Linked DNA regions of Mus musculus: region 2 is linked to region 1. The links are chromatin contacts, called in public HiChIP or PLAC-seq maps. All regions are on one chromosome and are shown on one strand. Each heading gives the region's core, a stretch centred on a gene start, on an enhancer-like site or on the middle of the called end of the contact. The rest is flanking DNA. Distances are from core to core; before and after follow the strand shown. Region 1 has its middle 13 kb from the start of Gm32515. Region 2 overlaps Gm40681 (a long non-coding RNA gene).

Region 1 (4,418 bases), core at 1,143-3,642:
GTCTCTGAACCTGTAAGCCAGCCCCAATGGAATGTTGTCCTTATGAGAGTTGCCTTGGTCATGGTGTCTGTTCACAGCAGTAAAACCCTAACTAAGAGAGCATGTAACAGATGACCACAGAAGCACACTTATTAGAAGAGAAGACTCAGTGACTGAAGCGTTTGCTACACAAGTGTGAGGAGTTGAGTTCCAATCCTCACTTAAAGCCAGGACAGTTGCCTGTGTCTGCTATCCCAGCATTCCTATGGTGAGAAGGGATGCAGAGATGGGAGGTTCCCAGAAGCCCAATGGTCAGTTAGCCTCATACACAATGTTGTCAACTTTAAACACGGTCGGAAGCAAGGACCTACACTCTAGATCCTTTATGTCATGAGCAATTCACAACACAGGGTCTGCTTCTTCCAGGCTGGCAAGAGGATCTCACTCTAGTGGGTTAAGAGTGAGCTTGTGTAACTAACCAAGGGAGGGGCATTGTATGTCCTTCTCCATGTTCTATCTGTGTATGTCTCAGGCACCCTGAAGGGGATGGGAGTTATGGGTGGTCATGTCAGGGTGGGCCGACTTCAGTTTGCGAAATTACCATTCCAGCTTTTCCCCCATGAGATCCCTGTTTTTCTTTCCTTTGAGGCAGATGGGAGAGTCTTTAGCTGTCTCCCACCACTCCACACACTTGTAATGTTGTAATTGCTCGCTCAGAAAATACAGTAATGTGGTATTTCTCCATTCATGTGCTATGGAAAGGCCATCCTATGTGACAGTCACTGAGCGGGTGGTTTTGACCCCCAGCCCTCCCTCTCTCTACTCTCTTGGTAATGTGGGACTTGAAACCTGCTTTCTTCTTTGTTAGCTAGCTTCATGCCAGGTCCCTCCAGGAGGGGCGAAAACAGGGAGTGTGCTTTTTCCTCCCTGGCTGTTCATGTCAGTATTGCCTCAGCCATGGCACCTTTGCCTCAGTATTCGTGGCTGAGAATGGCTTCTCCTGGCAATTCCAGACCCAGCCTCTCCCAGCTCATTTGAGAGTAGCATTAGCTGAGCCTGTCTCCTGTATAGCCCGAGTCCTGGCTCCATGGGATCCACCACTAAGCCAGAAGTTCAGATGATTCCTGTATCCCTCCTTCTCTCCCTCTCTCTCCTCCTCTCCCTCCCTCCTTTCTTTTCTCTTTCTCTCCCTCTCCCTCCATCCTCTCTCTCTCTCATCCTCTTCCTCCTTTTTTCCCTCCCTCCTTTTCCCTTCTCTCCCCTTCCCACCCTCCCTTCTTCTCTACCTCCCTTCTTCTTTTCCTTCTTTCATCCCTCCCTATCCCTCCCCTTCTCCCTCCCTTCCACCCTCCCTTCCTTCCCTCCTCCTCCTCTTCCTCCTCCTCCTTCTCCATCCCCCTCCCTCCCTCTGTTCCTTTCTTCCTTTATTTGGTGTTAACTCTATGTAGAGTTTTTTTCCTTTTTTGCACCTGTATATGTAGTATGCACTCACTTGTGCATGTTCGCATGTGTGTCCACACACACATGTATGCCCTTGGAGGTCTGAGGTTGACATTAGGTGTCTTCCTCAATTGCTTTTCATCTTCTGTATTAAGGCCTGGTCTCCCCTAGAGTTTGGTGTTTTCCTCCTGGTCCTGCCAGCCTCCTGCTCTGAGGATTCCCTTCTCCTGGCTTCTTCAAACTAACCGGGAAGGCAGTATGCACATCCTACCCGTTAGACTCTCCCTGTGGAAACACCTAGAATGTTTTGTTTCTTACTTGACATTGTTTATATATTTTCACTGCATCATTGGATATTGGTACCAAGACCCCCTACATATCAAAATCTGCAGTGGCCAGCTTATGTAAAATGTACAGTATTTACATATAACAGCTCACCATCTTCCATATGCTTTAAAAATATTTTTATTATTTTTAAACCGTGTCCTATGTCAGTGTGAGTGTGTGTGTGTGTGTGTGTGTGTGTGTGTGTGTGTGTGTGTGTGTGTTTGTGTGTGATATGTGCATGAGTTCAAGTATCTGTGGAGCCCAGGAAAAGATGTTGGATCCCTTGGAATTGAAGTACTTGAAGGTTGTGAGTTCTAGAATCTGAACTTCGGTCTTCTGCAAGAGCAGAAAATCCTTTCAACTGCTGAGCCATCTCTCCAGCCCTTTAAGTATTTTTGATTGTGGTTTGCAGAACCACAGATGGAAAGCCCACAGATACATGGAAGGAAACCAAATTCTAATTTTCATCCAATGTGTCAAGACACTGAAAGGTCTCAGGAACTCTGGGTGGAGCTTTGCACACTGAGGTCCCAAAGCTTGGCAAAGGATAAGATCTTGCCCTCTTGTTTCCAAACATAGGGACATTGGGCCAATAGTTAAACTTTCCCAGTACGCTCAAGTCTGCCTAGCTAAGTTGGAGTAAATATAATTAGAATGAAAGAGTGATTCATACTCTTACTCCTCAGAGTGAATCATGAGTAGAGAAACTCCAGACCCCAAGAAGCCCAAATTTGGAAAGAATACAGCTCTTTGTGGAAGCTGTAGAGTACACTCATGTCCCCATTTCACAGATGAAGACTCAGGGGCTCATTGCCATCCACAGACCTTTCCCTCGAGTGGCGGATGTCTTTGTGCCTTTACCCTTGGCTGATTTTTACTTCCTACATGATCTAGCTTTTAAAAATGGCATTCGTGTCCAAGTTCAGGATATTTTGAGCCACCAAATGGTAGCTCCACCTTTTCCTCTCTGTTAAATTGGGTCTGCCAGTTTCCCTACAAAGTGCTTCTCCCATCTGCTCTCAGGTTCTGAGCTCTAGATTGGCTCTGGATTCTGAGCTTGCCAACTCTAAAAGGACCAGAGTCAGCACAGGACACACCAAGACCAAGTTCTCAGCACAAAGGAGATTTATGTTCCCCAGAGGGACCAAGGCAGGGAAACGTTGGGCAGGGGAGGTAGTGAGGGAAGAAAGATTTGCCCCAGACAGACAAAGGACTGCCTCAGGATACAGAGGACACAGATGTGCCCGTAGGCAAATGGCAGTTTGTAAAGAAAAAAATTAAAAGGGGAGGCACCCGAGTTAGGATGAGGTGCTTAATCTCAGTTGGACAGGTTAATGAGTGCAGCCAAAAGTGGACTTTTGATTGCTGGACTTCAATCCTTTGATAGCTGGACCTTGCCGGTCAGCCTCAGGAGGAGGAAATAGCCAAATAAGGGAACAGATGCTGTTGGCTAGCTCTGGGAATGTGATCTAATCTTCTTAATGATTTTGAGCAAGAATGAGGAGGGTACAAAGTAAAACCTGTGGATGCCATGTTTGCCATGCTTGGGCCTGCCAGAGACTTTCACTTCCTATTGCCAGTACCTATTTGGGGCAGTATTCCCCCAGTGGATGTATCTAAAACATCACATGCATGATTACTGCTCGCATCAAAACCTCTTTGGTCTGCATACCAAGTACATATAGCGCCCATGGGGGCCCCAGGGGGGCATTGGCTTGCCTGGAACTGTAGTTTAGACCACTGTGGTCTGCTATGCGTTTGGTGGGAGTCCAACCCGGGTCCTCTGAAAGGGCAGGGAATGCTCTTAACTGCTGAGCCACCTCTCTAGCCTCTCTTATACTTTGTTATCTCTCCCTGGAATAGATGGATTGTTACCAAAAGGGGACATTGCTCAGCTAAGATTCCCAACTTTTAAGCTTATGGAATACTTTCTGTAATAAGTGATCCATTTGATGAGCTGAATTCACAGTCCCTGTCACCATATTACATGTTCTTTAACACTGGATGCAATTAACTCTCTCCTTAAAATGGCTATTTCACATGAGGAACATCAAAGAGCACTGTGGTGGTTTGAACATGCTTGGCCCAGGAAGCAGCACTTTTTTGGGTTGTGGCCTTGTTGGAGTAGGTGTGTCACTGTGGATGTGGGCTTTAAGTCTCTTGCCCTAGCTGCCTGGAATCCAGTCTTTTCCTAGTGGCCTTCAGATGAAGATATAGAACTCTTAGCTCCTCCAGCACCATGCCTGCCTGGATGCTGCCATGCTCTGGTCTTGATGATAATGGACTGAATCTCTGAACCTGTAAGCCAGCTCCAATAAAATGGTGTCCTTATAAGAGTTGCCTTAGTCATGGTGTCTGTTCACAGCAGTAAAGTCCTAACTAAGACAAGCACAGTGCTTCTTAGATGTCATTTTCCCGTTTCTATTGTGTGTGAGGTGATCATTAGTTGGTAGCAGCCCCTGGAGTCTTTGCACTGAGAACTTAGATATTCAAATCCAACACCCTTCATTTGGAAAGAAACTAGAGCATTCTCATCATGTAATGGATCTTTCAATATGTCTTCTAGGAATTCCTTGTCTAAGCATGATGTTTTGCTTATGAACATACTAAAAATATTTTTTAAACACTTATTCATTCTCTCTGTGCATACGGGATGAGTGGGCATTATGCTC
Region 2 (4,418 bases), core at 1,054-3,553, 96 kb after region 1:
ACCTGGCAATTTACTATTTGTCCCGGGCTGTCACCAATACTTCTGTCATCTCTTCCACTCTAAGCTGTACAACAAGTACAGGTTGGCTCTTCAGGGGAAGAGTGCCTACTTAATGTGTATGGGATACTGAATTCAATTCCCAATATGCCCAAAGCAAAATAAGAACCATGGTGGGATATTCTAGGAAACAGCTAGGTGGCCAGGGAGGTGAGTGGGAAAAATCATTGAAAGCAATAATCGGGAAGAAAGGCACCCTGGATAGAAGTTAATTATATATAAAGAGGAATTAGCAACAAAGTCAAGATGAAGGAGAGCAAAGCCCCAATCAGAAGGTCTTAGAAGAGAGACTGTGCATCTTTTGGAGCTAAGTCCTTCATAAACAGCAATGTGGAAGATGCTTTAGTTGCTAAATTACACATACCTCAAGATAATTGTTAAAGACTAACAGGCCATAGGTAGTAGGCTTATTGTACCTAACTATCTTTCACCATGGGTCCTTGTAGCAAACAAAATTTCCCCCATAAGAAATCCTTTTCACAATGCCATCTTCCTGTAAGCATCCCTAAAAGTTCATCCTCTACCTAATGAATTCATAACATTCTAATTATTTTCTTCCTGTGTTCTAGGCTGACAGAGTCTATGATGTGGATATCATAAGAGGAAGTTGGGGGCCATCTCCTGCCTTGAGACACTGTTCACTTGGCAATGTCATTCATTGTGCCTTCAAACAACTGCCTTACCCAAGGGTCAATGACGTGTACAGGTATGTAAATCCCTAAGACAAGGGTGTCATGAAACCAGCTACTCTGGCTTTGAACCCTATATTTTACATGCAATGTGCTCTGTCAATAGAATAATCTGCTATGCTATACGGAGTGTTGGGAAGACTTGGCATAGAAGACTTGTTCATCTACGGAAATGAGAATGTTCTCAGAGATTTATTCTTCACTTAGGAGTCAATGAAATATGACAGCTGATACACTATAGGCTCTGCTCAAGGCTCAGTCTCTCTGTGCAAAACAATTGGATATCGGTGGATAGAGCTGGTTAGTTGAGCCATCTGGTATTTTACTTGAAGAGCATCCAGATCTTGTTGGCCAAAGTCCATGTGAGTCTCATAACTGAGCTGATTGGGCCAAGCCAATTGCTCAGTTTCAGTGTAAGCAGAGTATACATGCTCTCTGTCTTTTTTTATTTCTCTTCTAAAATCATATACCGTGAGTATAGCATAGAGTTTGTGTAGAGTTACATGTGTGTGAGCATGTGGGTATGTGCACACACCTGGGTATGCATACAAATGTGTATGTGTGTGTGTGTGTGTGTGTGTGTGTGTGTGTGCTCGGCTATGGAGACCAGAGAAACATGTCTGGTGTCATTCCCCAGAGGACACTCTTACTTTTGTTGTTGTTCCTTTTTTTTAAGCCAGGGATCTCTGACTGGCCCCCTGCTTACCACTTAGGTTAGACTGTCTGGCAAGTGAGATACAGGGACCTGCCTGCCTCTTGCATCCCCTGGGCTAGCATTACAAGCACCCCTATACTTGCCGCCTTCTTCTTCTTCTTCTTCTTCTTCTTCTTCTTCTTCTTCTTCTTCTTCTTCTTCTTCTTCTTCTTCTTCTTCTTCTTCTTCTTCTTCTTCTTCTTCTTCTTCTCCTCTTCTCCTTCTCCTTCTCTTTCTCCTCCTCCCCCTCCTCTTTCTTCCTCTTCCTTTTCCTCTTCCTCTCCTCCTCCTCCTCCTTCTAATTAATGTGGGGTTTGAGGATCAAACTCAGGTCCCTGTACTTTCAATGTAAACACTTTGCTAACTAGGTCTTCTCCCTACCCCTCCCATATACTTTAATGTAATGAATTTCCAAAGAGAAAGAATGCATATTTCAAATGAAGAAGGTTTCTTCAGTGAGTAGGGGGTGTTCTTAGGAAAGCAGTTGGATCTGATAAATTTGCCACATAGATGCAGAATAAATAAAGTCACCTTACATTTCTAGACTTTATAAATATGTTTTCAAACCATTTGAAATGTAGTCATTCTCTCTGTAAACTACCCGCCCCCCAGTCAGTCAGGGCTGATACCTACGTCATGCACACCCTACTGGGGCAGACTCTCCCATAATGAACACTAATAGAGACACTCTTTGCCTTTGTTGAGCAAAGCAGTCATTTGGTTTATTAAAGCTTTCCTTTATTTTTTTTCTTTTATATTTTGAAGGGTGGTGCAGACCAGATTTCAAAACATGGCTCAAGGAGGCAAGAAACCATTCCCTCAAGTGTTTATGAAGTGAATCACAAATTCATTCAGCATGACTTCTTACCCAGAGAAATGAAGGCAGGATGGCAACAAGCTGAGTCTCCAAGCCTTCAACCTTAGGATCTCCTTGGGAAAGGGTCACAAGGGCAATTATTTTCAGCTGTCCCTGCCTTGCTTCCGCTGGCCATGGAAATCTCCAGGCAGGAGGAAGGCAGCCTCTGCCTAGACCGTAGACTGGCCTAGACAGGGCTTGGAAAGTCGGGATACAGTTTTCCTGAAGCTTCTTAATTTCCCCCATCCCTCCCTGATTGAAAACACCACTTATCCCATTACAGCATGTGGAAAGAGAGGGGAGAGAAGCAGGCGGATCTGAACTCGGGATAAAAATGACTTTATGGGGTTATTATTCTCATCCATAACAGATGACCATTTTCATGTCATTTAGCTGATTCCCCTACAGGCTCACTTGGAGAAATACAAAGTGCAGTCATCATGCTATTTATCTTGAGCCCCCCCCCCCCCCCGACGAGACCCGTGTACCTCCATGTAATGACTGGAGAGCTGTCGCTTGAGTCTTTTCTTGGAAATGTCTGGCCATTTGCTAGAGACCAGTTACCCATTATTTCATCGGCTGCATGTGAAGAATTCCCCTCTCTCACTTACACTGTGGTGAGTTCTAAAGCTTCAGACTTCCTCCAGTGTCTGGGCACTGTCTGGAGACATGGGTTCTAAGGAAATCTGTGGATTCATGCTATTCCTCTTTTTTCAGGTGACAGCTGCTTCTTGCCCGGCAAAGCTTCAGCACGAGCTCCTAAGTACCCCCAGCCATCTTGGATTGGGAGCACTTGGTGAAATTTGAAGATGACCTGTCATTCAAAGGGCACATAAGCACAACAGGTTTTGAATGAAAGAAGATGCTAGAGTAGCAAAAGCTTTGAGCAGGCTGCAGCACCCTAGTCGCTGACATCAGCAATCTGCTTATTATTATATTACTATGCAGCTGGATCTCCATCTGTGGCACTGCTGGCTAAGTATCATTTCCACTTTATGTAAAGAACATGGATTCGGTGCTGTGTCTCCTGAGCTAATGAGTCAGATTTCGAATGAGTCTCTTAGCCGTGTCTATATAGGAACGAGGTGAGTCCAGGCTACGGACCAACTTCCAGGGACTTGGATAAAAGAAAAAAAAATAACTTGACTCACTCTCAGTGTAATCTGGTCAGAAAAGAACCAGAGAGTAAGTCAGAGAATGGGGAACAGTGTATGTTCTCATGGGTTCGCACAATGCACACCCTCTAGTGATTTTCAGAACTGGATTCCTGAGGAACTTCTGACATGAGGCTAGAAAGGGGAAGAAGCATGGGGCCTGTAAGCCCTGGGATGTCCTCAGTGGAGTATCGCAAACTAAACCAAAGAAATCCAAGGCTGCTTCATCAAAATAGGTTGAGGCTGTCTAAGGAAAATCATTAGCTCCTAACAAGTCACATAAGTATACGTGGACAGAAAGTATCTAATACAAATATAGCTGTAGCACAGAGTGTTTACATAATAGGCCATCATCAACTTCCTCTTGATTTTATAAATGAGGGAGGAATCATGACAAATGGATACTTTATTTCTGTTGATAACAGCAGGTCATACATTACCATAGGGTACCTTTTGTTTTTCTGTTTTAGTAGGCAGGTACAAATAAACGAGGAACATGGGTAATTCCCAAGGACAGTATCTAAATGCCACCATACCTGGAGAACAAGAAAGGCCAATCAGAATCAACAAAACAGTCTCTAGGTCCTTAGGTCCCCTGTCACAGAAGAAAATATCAAGAGAAAGGAGCCCATCGCAGCATGTTCTATAGGGACACATCAGCCCTGAGTTCCAGAAAGGAGAAATGACCACATTCCAGGCTTCTCTATGGGGATGTATCTTCTCAGTGTGTCCTAAAATCCCACGTCACAGCCCATGTTCAAAGTGGTACCATTCGTCTATCAACATGTTAATGTGTGATCCGCTACATGGGTAGTTTTACTTTATTCTCTTTCTCTTCTTTCTCACATGGTTCCTGAACTACCAGCAAGCTTTATTTTAATTAAAATGCCAGTAAGGTTTATAGTGATTTCTGTAATGCTAATAGGCAGAATCTATATATCATAATGTCAGGACAATGCATTGGCTCC

The links. HiChIP or PLAC-seq counts read pairs in DNA pulled down with a chosen protein or histone mark.
Region 2: a contact with region 1 is called in a CTCF HiChIP or PLAC-seq map of the NIH/3T3 cell line, with 12 read pairs. The contact joins two enhancer-like sites. A contact is called at or near these places in 1 of 15 datasets of contacts at CTCF or cohesin (the NIH/3T3 cell line), 1 of 484 Hi-C or Micro-C datasets (bone marrow-derived macrophages) and 1 of 115 datasets of contacts at active chromatin or transcription factors (bone marrow-derived macrophages).

What each region holds. Positions count from the first base shown.
Region 1 is chr10:67,649,354-67,653,771 of GRCm38.p6, forward strand. No RefSeq gene overlaps it. Among named protein-coding and RNA genes, the nearest start is that of Gm32515, 13 kb to the right of the region's middle. Within about 2 kb of position 2,393, at least 19 of the 459 cell types and tissues checked have an H3K27ac peak or open chromatin away from gene starts, as enhancers often do. A contact at or near this core is called in the NIH/3T3 cell line, where this site is marked.
Region 2 is chr10:67,745,253-67,749,670 of GRCm38.p6, forward strand. Gm40681 (a long non-coding RNA gene) reads right to left here. Exons shown (of 3, transcript XR_871797.3): 3 at 3,900-3,986. Among named protein-coding and RNA genes, the nearest start is that of Gm40681, 31 kb to the right of the region's middle. Within about 2 kb of position 2,304, at least 29 of the 459 cell types and tissues checked have an H3K27ac peak or open chromatin away from gene starts, as enhancers often do. A contact at or near this core is called in the NIH/3T3 cell line, where this site is marked.